Regions from separate parts of the Hordeum vulgare genome. Here all the other regions are linked to region 2. The links are chromatin contacts, called in public Hi-C maps. All regions are on one chromosome and are shown on one strand. The core of a region is the stretch at or near the end of the contact, and the rest is flanking DNA. Distances in the headings are between cores, read along the strand shown.

Region 1 (3,282 bases), core at 131-2,630, 350 kb before region 2:
CGGTCTACAGATACCTCTTCCATTGTAAAGATGTTCTAGAATCTGAAATCAGCGCCGTATTGGAAGGTATCTCAATCAGTTTGCACAGGACGGAGCTTCCTATTGTTATTCAATCCAACTGTTTTGTCTTGGTTGCTGCTATAACCGACGAGTCATTGGAAAATTTTGCTCATGGACATTTGATTCTGGTAATTAAGAGGCTCCTGAAACCGCGTAGTTATTTCGCAGAAATTAGATCGTCATCAAATAATGTTACTCATTGTCTAGCTAATATTGGTCGTTCTGGAGGTAGCACCTCTGTTGGTTCCACCGTGTTCCGGACAATGTCTCGAGTTATGTATTAGCGGTTTGTAACACTGTTTAAAGGGAATAAACCAAATATCCCCCCCCCCCTCCCCCAAAAAATATATGGAAATGCTATGGCATGAAAAATGCCTTAATATATCTTTCTTGGTTCTTATTATCGCCAATACTTTACTCCAAAAAAAGAAAAACTATCGCCAGTACAACCAATGATGAAGACACATAGTACCAATTTAATACAAACGTCGACATGTAAAAAAGAGTAGTAAAAATCGAAAGGAGCAAAGGTGGCCCCTCTCCCTGTCGACGCAATTGGCCAATCACTGGATCCAAAAACTCGCTACAGGTTGGCCGCGTCCAAGTACCGCGCTACAAGTTGTCCTTGGATTTTTTTTTAAAAAAAAGTTGTCCTTGGAAAAAATGGGGTGGTTGTGCCCAGGTCGCTATCCCCGCTGTACCACGAGGTCCACACCTTGTCTGATCGATCAGCTCTGCTACACGTGTCCTCGGGGACAAATATCACTTTCGTCAAGGAGCACACCTGGCGGCCTCTCTAATCACACTGCTCCCGCGATCTTATCAGCATGAGGGTGTGGGGGAGAAGGATCGCGCCACGGATATTCCCGAATGGGGTGCCAGACATGTGGCGCATATCATCTAACAATCTTTGGTGTTTCCTGCATATGCATGTACGTACATGTGTTGTCCAGATTACATGTACGTGTTCTGTTTGTGTGATTTATGTAGACGTGTTGTTTGGTAGAAACTTTGTGGGATGAACGGATTTACTTCTTTTTTTTTCTGTTGATTTTGATCTCGCTATTTGGTCAATCTTTTGGAATGGGAATAAAAAATGGCCCAAGAATATTCTGGCTGCGCACGGGCAATTTTGCGAGTTTCAGCAAGTACGGTTTACTGCATAGTGGAGTGCGACGGGCACATACATCACTGTTTTTCTTTTTTATTTTCCTTGGAGACCCGACAAAGCACGATCCCGAAATGATTGAGCCGTGCAACGCAGATAGTGCGGGGATGCCGACTGAGTTTTCGCCGCTGCTGGCGTTGGATTGGGATCCGCGGGTCCGCGCGCTCCCAGCGCCAAAGGAAGGGCATCTTGGGCGAGCCGATGTCCTCCTTCTTGTTGTATCCCCGGTGCGTGGAGTCGTCCTCACCCGACGAGGCATATGGGCTGCCGGCCGCCGCGTCACCCACTTTGCTTTTTCTCAATTTGTCTACATTTTCGATTATACAGCGATGGTTTTAATCCTGTTATATTTATAATAAATGGATGCGCCATTTTTTTGAAATAGACTTAGGATGTGCCACTGCTGCTCCGGTGATTCCCAGAAAAATGTTGTGGTGGTCGTATGAAGACTTTGAAATTATTTTTTGTGCTCCAGGAACCATTCATACAAAGCGTTTTGTCATTTTCAGTCAGTGCTTTCGGTAGTTCGAAAAAATTGTCAATCGTGACTCTTTTCTGCGTGTTCATGTTTTTTTTGAAACAGTACAATCCAAACGTAAAATACTCAAACATATGCATATCCATTCATCGGTAATATGAATACACACACGTACGTCCTATAGCTATGAGCCCCTCCGAGCGATAGAGTCGGCACATCATCTTGATTGACGAAGTCGTCGTCGTCTTCATAGTCGACATGCACATCTCCTCTTACTGAACACGCACCGCGAAAGGTCCGGAATAAATTTAGAAAAATACGAGCACTGGTGTCAAATACACCACTTGAATTCTCATGGATTTGGGATGCCACTGTCCTTCTAACCATTATATCATATGTTCGTTCGTATGTGACCTTTTTAATAGAAAACTTTTGAGCATCTCAAAAGAAAGAGGCTAATTGGGTTGACAAGCATCATGCACCCATATTATGCCAATTTAATAGTGTTAGTAAAATCCTTAATTAAATGATAATTCAAAACAATGTTCGAGCTCATATGTAAGGGTGTTCTCAACTAGGGGGTATCGTATTTAGCTCACATGGGCCGAACTAGGGCATGATGAGTCACCGCGTGAAGGATGGCCGAAGCATCAAAACTTTCTCGTGCATAAGATAAAAAATATCGAAGACTTGGCGTGCACTCTAGGGATAACTTTGTATTCAGCATATCGGTAACCGACCTCGCATGTAACCTACCCTGAGCGTCTATATAAGCCCAAGGGTTAGATCGGTAGAGGACAATTATACACCTTAGGGTTTAGAGCTTACATTACGATCTCGAGGTAGATCATCATCATGTACTCGATACCTAATCATCAATACAATCAAAGCATGACGTAGGGTTTTACCTCTTCGAGAGGGTCCGAACATGGGTAAACATCGTCTCCCCAAGTCTCCTGTTACCATTGATCGTAAATTCATAGCTCGGGACCCCCTACCCGAGATCACTCGGTTTTAGTACCAACATTGATGGACAATATAGGTCCCCAGTATGTGGCCGATCCAGATCGATGGCTCGTCTCGAGATCAATCATGAGATCATCTGCGGCGACATCTTTGTCCCGGACCAGCCTTTTGCATTCGGAAACATGGTCCTCCATGTTCGCCCCTGGTCAGGTGGTCACGTTCGGCAGCTTAGAATACACTACGGACGCCCGCGACCATTTTGGCCTCTCTGATTGGGTCCTAGGTCGGCTGGAGAAATCAGCGGATGTCGCAGCCTTAACCTTGGATCCGACCTCCGTCCTGGGCCTAACCATTGATACCATGGAAAATCCGGCCTCAAGCACGGGTCAATCCATCCCAACCTGAGATCACGACCTCGTGTCCGACCCCACATCTAAGTCGGCTTCGAGCACACATCTTGCATCCAATTCATCTTCGACAAATGAACTTGATCATCGCTTCAGATCTCACACATAGATCCGAACCTACTTTGGACCTAGCTTTAAGTTTGGGTCCAACTACCCTCCAGAAGAGCCTAGCCTCAATGGAGGCTGCTACATGTAAACAGCGT
Region 2 (3,284 bases), core at 467-2,966:
GGTGTGTGTGGGCTCTGGCCGATGAGGAACTGACATAGGTTATCATCTCAAACCGAACCGACGATGCTAGATTATGGACGTTTTGGCTTTTGGAGACCCTACCAGAGAGGGAAGTTGTTCAAATTCTGATAACGATGTAGTCCATCTGGTGGGCGCGACGGCGTGCTATACATGATGATCAGTACTAAAACCGTGTGAGTACCTCGACCTTTGTCACAAAGTTTCTGGAGGACCTGAAGTGTGTGGCTATGAGCAATTCTCTCTAGCGAAGGACTGGAAGCCGAAAGATCTTCATGCAACAGCCGCCAGCACAAGCACAAGTGCATCAAATTCTTTCTCGCTTCCACCAATCAACTTGGATGCTAAGCCCAATGCGGATGGTGGTGTGTCTAGGTGTGGTAGGCAGGGGGTTGCAGCTGTCATGTGTCGTAATCGCTGAACTCTATCTGTGTGGCTTCGGATTGTGCTGCCGTGATCTTCATGATTGGCTCGGAAGTTCCATGCCACTACACTTCAGCTATCAGTGAGATAAACCATCGATCTAGTTCCTTTTCATAATATTCGCTTTGTACATGAGAATAGAAAGTTTAATGCCGAAGCGCATGCTCTTGCAAAACCAGCGGTTTCTTTGTCTCCCGGGCGCCACATGTGGCTTGTATCTACGCCCGATATAATATTTATCCCTGTGAACATCCAAATTTAATAAAGGTTATATATGCTTAAAACATACAATACATGCGAGCGAGCGAGCGAAAGAAGCAGTAATATGCTGAGGCCCAGTACGATTGGGAGTGTGTGCTATAGAGATTTTCTGATGTTGACTTCCTATTTTGCGCTGCATGCGCGTTCTTCAATGGACCGACACATCTAACGTCTTTTTTCAATGTTTTTAATCCATCACGACACGACAAATCGAACAAGCGACCTACCGAGCCAAGGCAAGCCGGTATAACCATCACAACAGCGAGCAGGATGTGGTAAACTTCAATTTTTCCCTCTTTTATATTGATTTCCCTTTTTCTTTTTTCTTTTTTCTTTTCCCCTTTTTTTCTATTTTCTCTTCTTTCGGGTAGATAATTTATTTAGCAAACACGTGAATCTTTATGCTAATAGATGAACTTTTTTTGATATTCAATGGATTTATTTTCCAAAATCGATGAAGTTTTTCAAAATAGACAAACTCTTTTCAGAATCGGTGAACTTTTTTCAAATCTGATGCAGTTTTTCATATTTGAGAAACTTTCTTTCAAAATTGATGAACTATGTTTCAAAGTAGATAAACTTTTTCCAGAATGGAAGAACCTTCTCCAGAATCGATGAACATCATTACAAATTGATGAACTTTTTTTAAAATCAACGAACTTTTTTTCAGAATCGATGAACTTTTCTAGGAATCGTTGAATTTTTTTCAGATTTTATGAACCTTTTTTAAAGAGCTGAACTTTTTGTCAAAATGGATGAACTTTTTTCCTAAAATCTGCAAAACTTTTTTTGATTTTACATCATATAAGAAATAGAAAAACTGGGAGGTTTTTTCCTACTGAATCAATAGAAAAAAATAAAAATAGTTGGCAAGTAGCGTGATCCAGCGAAGCGAGCTATCAAACTCAGTTTCGTTTACTAGAGTGAACGAGTGCACTCGTTGACCGGCCCATGCCAACGACGCTGACAGCACCAGCTTTATAATGGACGCCTACAGCGCTGCATAGGAGGTCCCGCCGCTCTTTGCGGCAAAAGGATAGCGCTTCGCACAGAAGCAGCTACCTGGGCTGGCACATTTACAGTGGTAGGAGGAGGCATCTCTTTCGCACATGAAAAAAGGCAAAAATAAGAAAGCGCATACACTATAAATCAATCCCAAAACCTCCTAGCAATTTCCGAGCTGAGCTAGCCGTTCCGCCTAACAAACAATAATGTGAAATTTGCAGCTCCATACGTAAAGGAACAAAAAAACAGCGGTAAACAAAAACAACTGTTCCCAAAAATTCCCCAAAACTAAAAATCGTGAGAGGACCCGAACCAAAGATCTACTGCAAGTGATCCACGTCAATAGCCACCAAAACTTCCAATGATTTACTGTACAAAATAGACGCCCAGTTTATACGAACATTTTATTTAAATTTAGAACGTGGTTTTATTTTTGAGAATTATGAAAGAATTTTAAAAACTCTAAAATTTTGTGAAAATACATTTTTCGGGATCTTAAACATTTTTGCAAAAAAGGAACAAATTATATATTTTTTAAAACCAGAACAGATTTTCTATTTACGCAAAAAAATAAAAATGTATTTTGTTCTAATTTCTGAAGAAATTTTAAAAACACAAACATTTTTTGATAATATGAACAGTCTTTGGAACTATGATTTTTGTTGGAAAATATGTACTTTTTTTTCAAATTCTGATTGTTTTTGGAAACGCGAACATTTTTTGGAAACTCGCACGCTTTTTAAATTTAATATTAAAATATGAAAACTGGTATAATGTTTTTGACTTTTTGAACAATTTTTATTACATAAACATTTTTGGAAAACATAAACAATTTCTTAGAGTATGTACAAATTAGAAACAGGAGCATTTTCAATGTTAGAACAACTTTTAAAAAATAAGAACATTTTTTGAAATTTGAGAACAAATTTAAAACAGGAACAATTTATGAACGTATTTACATTTTTTGAAACAACAACATTTTTTGAACTTGTCTATGTTTGTTGAAAAGGCGAACATTCTTTAGTAAATGAAGATTATTTTTTGAAATTCCCAAAGAAAAGTATAAAACATGAACATTTGTTTGAAATTTGTGAACATTTTTTATAGTGGGAACATTTCTTAAACTCCTAAAAAATAGAAACATGAATATTTTAACAATTTTCTAAAATAGGAACATTTTTTTGAACTCCTAAAAAATCCACATAAATTCTTAATAAAATTCGGAACAATTATTCAAAAACACAAACAAAATTTGAAAAGATAAACATTTGTTTCTCCTCCAAAAAGGGAACCATGAACATTTCCACAAATTCTGACCTAGTTTTGAAAGCTGGAACATTTTTTAAATTTCAAACAAGTTTTTGAAAAGTTGTGAATATTTTAAAGAAAAACAAACTGACAAAATTTTAAAAAATTATCAATTTAGAATTTGGAAATAGTTTTTGAAACATGAACATTTTTTGGAATCATGAAAAATGAACATTTTGCGAACAACTGTTGAAATGTCAACTATTTTGAAAACTTGTGAAGAATTTTTTGAAATTCGAAACAATAATGGAAACAATTTGCTATAATAA
Region 3 (3,326 bases), core at 33-2,532, 470 kb after region 2:
TGGGTGGGTGGGGTGGGTGGGCTTCGGCCGTTAGGGTGGCGCCCCTTTGCTGTTAGCCTCTCCTTTGCTGCCCCCTTTGGCAAATATTTGCTGTTAGGTAGGCAAGGCTGACGGCAAACAACACCTTTGCCATCAGGGTGTTGTTTGCCGTCAGCTTTGTGCCAACTGACGGCAAAGATGATCTTTGCCATGTGTCAGCAGACGATAAAGACATGACAGATGGTAAATTTAGGATTCGAGTAGTGGATCATTTGTTCAACGATGCATATATTGTTATTGATTACTAAAACCATCTTAAAAAGCAATTGCGCTTTCAAAAAAAGATGTGAGGAAAACAAACAAATATTTGATTTTACAATTTATGTTTAAGGAATCTATCCGGTCGCAGCTTAAATTAATTCTTAAAACATGTTTTTCAACAACTGAAAACAGGGGTTTTTAAGTTGGCCATAGTGGGAGTAACATAACTAGTATCATAACCTTGAAATTAGCAAACACGCTGATATGACACATAATTAAAGAGGAGAGAGAGAGTTAAAATAACATAGATAGATACCGTATCATGTTAAATGCTATGCTACTATGTGTCATGCATGTCAATAAATGAGACCATCTATGTTATACTAGTTTATGATAGTATGCACTATAAAGATACTATTATATCATAATATCATATGCATGATACTACTATATGATACTCCCTCTGTACTTAAATAAGTGTAATTGGGGAAAACTAGTCTAGGTGACTACATACGGAGCAAAATGAGGGTATCTACACTCTAAAACATGTATATATACATCTGTATGTAGTCCCGCAATAACACCTCTAAAAAGACTTATATTTAGGAACATAGGTAGTAGTATGTACTATATGATAGAACTATGAGTAGCCTTAGGGTGTGTTTGGTTGGAGGGATAGGCTAGGGTGGTTGTGGGTATCCCCAACCAGGTGGCTGGGGATAGCTTTTTTTGTTTGGTTGTAAGGGTAGGGTTATCCTTTTTTTGTTTGGTTGGGAGGATGGATCCTCCCGCGCCGGTCGCCTCCCGTGCCGGCCGCCTTCCGCGACGGCCGCGCCGGCCGCCCCAGAGTGGTTGCCACCGCCCGCCCGTTTTTGGCTGTTGGCCACATCCTTTTTTTTAAATATTCCCAGCATCTGGTTGACTCTGTACCTCCCCGCCTCAGATCCAAACGCATAACAACCATAGAAAAAAATGGTTATCCCTGTCCCTGATAGGATATCCCTTCAACCAAACACACCCTTAGTTTCGCCTTTCAGGGATCTGATGTTGCGAGGACGAGGGTTCCCGAAACCTTGTTGGGCCGGTGCAATCAAGCGAACACCGCTGTCCACACAGACGCTGTCTGCCGGAAGTCCACGATGCCTACAGGCCTACAGTGGACCGGTCGACTACCGGCGGGCGGCGACAGGAGAGGCTCGCCCTTCTGAGAGAGAGAGAGAGGGAGAGATGGAGGCGAGCAGCAGCCGGAGCCGGAGCCAGGGCGGAGGTCTTACCTCGAAGCGGCGCAGCGGCGGCGGCGGCGGAGGCGGGTACGGGCTGACGGGGCAGTCGCTGAACGACGATACCCTCCGTTCCATCTTCTCCCGCCTCGACGACCACTTCGACCTCGCCCACTGCTCCGCCGTCTGCCAGTCATGGTCAGACCTGCTACGCGGATCATCTCACCTCCCCTTCCCTTCCCTTCCCTTTCCTGTGTCTCCTTCAGTTCATTTCCTGATTGCTGTCAGCAGTACGTTCGTTTTGTTCTACGCTCTCCTTATATTGTATACTCCCTCCGTCACAGTTTATAAGGCATGCGCGTGTACCTAGGTCGTCAATTTGACTTATATAAAATATATTGTTTAACATAAAAATTATATCATTAGAAAATAGAACATCTAAAGTTTCTAATGATATATTTTTTGTAATATATGCCTCTCATTAAGTTGGTCAAATTGACGACCTAGATACACGTGCCGGACTTATAAACTGAAACGGAGGAAGTACTAATATAACTGAACCTACTTCTCGATCTGTTAGCGGATTATTATTACCGGACTGATTTTATTAGCAGTATTGATAAATCATAGATGCACACTTCAATCCGCGAGATGGCAAAGATCTGAGAACCTAAACCAGGGAGCTACCAATTGCTGTGATGCAACTCTTGTGCTAGTCGTTGTATTTCAGTTTGGTATTTGTGCTGTTCATTTTTCATCCCACAATCCGGATGCATTTTTTTCTTGTGAAAGTTCCTAATTATGTAGCAATTTCTAGTGTTGATTACAGTGTGCATGTCTGATTTTATGCTTTGTTTAGGAATACGATTATCAACACGGCCCATCTGATGAGGGATCTATATTACAAGAGGAATCCACAGGCAAGAGGCTCGAGTTCTACTATTTCAGTGAAAAGTTATTTTGAGGCGCTGGCCATGAATGAGCATGCATCAACTCTTGCTAGAGGGTCTGCTGAAGTTCATCAGTGGATTGGTCATGATATAAGGTAGGCACCTGTTGTCTGGTATATGTCTTCTGAACATATGCCTCCGAGTGTTATAATGTACCGGCAAAAATAGTTACATTTGTCAACTCATAATATTTTTGTATAGTTTTAGGCTTTTAGCATGATCAGTCTTCTGTTTCTTATTTACCAAACAATGATTCAGTATCTATGTTTTCTCTTTCTTATTTCTTGCTGCAGGGCCACCTTGTGTCGTATGAAAAGCGGTTCAGTCTTAACTGGAATGGGAGATAAGGTGAATGTTGTATCATGTAGTGCTGTTCTTAATATTTTCATCAATGTTGTTTCAAATAAATATCTTCATCAATGTAAAATATCTAGTTACAAAATGTATTTGTGAGGTGTGGTATGTGGCCCTACAGTTGATGCAATGAGATGCAGATTGTCACATAAACATGATTGTGGAAATCATGCTTGCCTAAGTCCAAAATTGTAGATGATTAGCATAGTGCATGGCTGAAGATCTCGTAGTTCCCTTTGAATACTGTGTCACTTTTCTAGTTAGTATCATCTTGAATGCCTCATCGTTTTGACAATGGTTTTTGCCAGGTTCTTCGACTTTGGTCTGCTGAAAGTTGCAAATACATGAACGAGTACAATGTTCCAAATTCCAAAATGTTGGTTGACTTCGATTTTGATGAAAATAAGGTAATCAATGTTGGTGCACAGTTCTATTATTCACGTATCAGCAGCTGCATTCTTCGGGTTTCGAGAACAAACAAATCCAACATAGGATGTTTCGACTATTCTTTCACATACTTGTTGACATGGTTTTTCGGCCTTGCATAGCCAGCGCCATGAGG

What was found. Hi-C and Micro-C count contacts between places; a contact is called where the count stands out from the background.
Region 1: a Hi-C map of seedling shows a contact between it and region 2, with 6 times the contacts expected there. The contact joins two enhancer-like sites. A contact is called at or near these places in 3 of 6 Hi-C or Micro-C datasets (leaf and seedling).
Region 3: a Hi-C map of seedling shows a contact between it and region 2, with 7 times the contacts expected there. The contact joins the promoter of LOC123447936 here to the enhancer-like site in region 2. A contact is called at or near these places in 2 of 6 Hi-C or Micro-C datasets (leaf and seedling).

What each region holds. Positions count from the first base shown.
Region 1 is chr4H:78,012,774-78,016,055 of MorexV3_pseudomolecules_assembly, reverse strand. No RefSeq gene overlaps it. Among protein-coding and RNA genes, the nearest start is that of LOC123447937, 140 kb to the left of the region's middle. Within about 2 kb of position 1,380, at least 3 of the 3 cell types and tissues checked have open chromatin away from gene starts, as enhancers often do. A contact at or near this core is called in leaf and seedling, where this site is marked.
Region 2 is chr4H:77,658,968-77,662,251 of MorexV3_pseudomolecules_assembly, reverse strand. No RefSeq gene overlaps it. Among protein-coding and RNA genes, the nearest start is that of LOC123446159, 310 kb to the right of the region's middle. Within about 2 kb of position 1,716, at least 3 of the 3 cell types and tissues checked have open chromatin away from gene starts, as enhancers often do. A contact at or near this core is called in leaf and seedling, where this site is marked.
Region 3 is chr4H:77,189,459-77,192,784 of MorexV3_pseudomolecules_assembly, reverse strand. It overlaps LOC123447936 (F-box/WD-40 repeat-containing protein At3g52030), which reads left to right and starts at 1,282. Exons shown (of 9, transcript XM_045124672.1): 1 at 1,282-1,658; 2 at 2,320-2,505; 3 at 2,704-2,758; 4 at 3,073-3,171. The coding sequence starts at 1,285.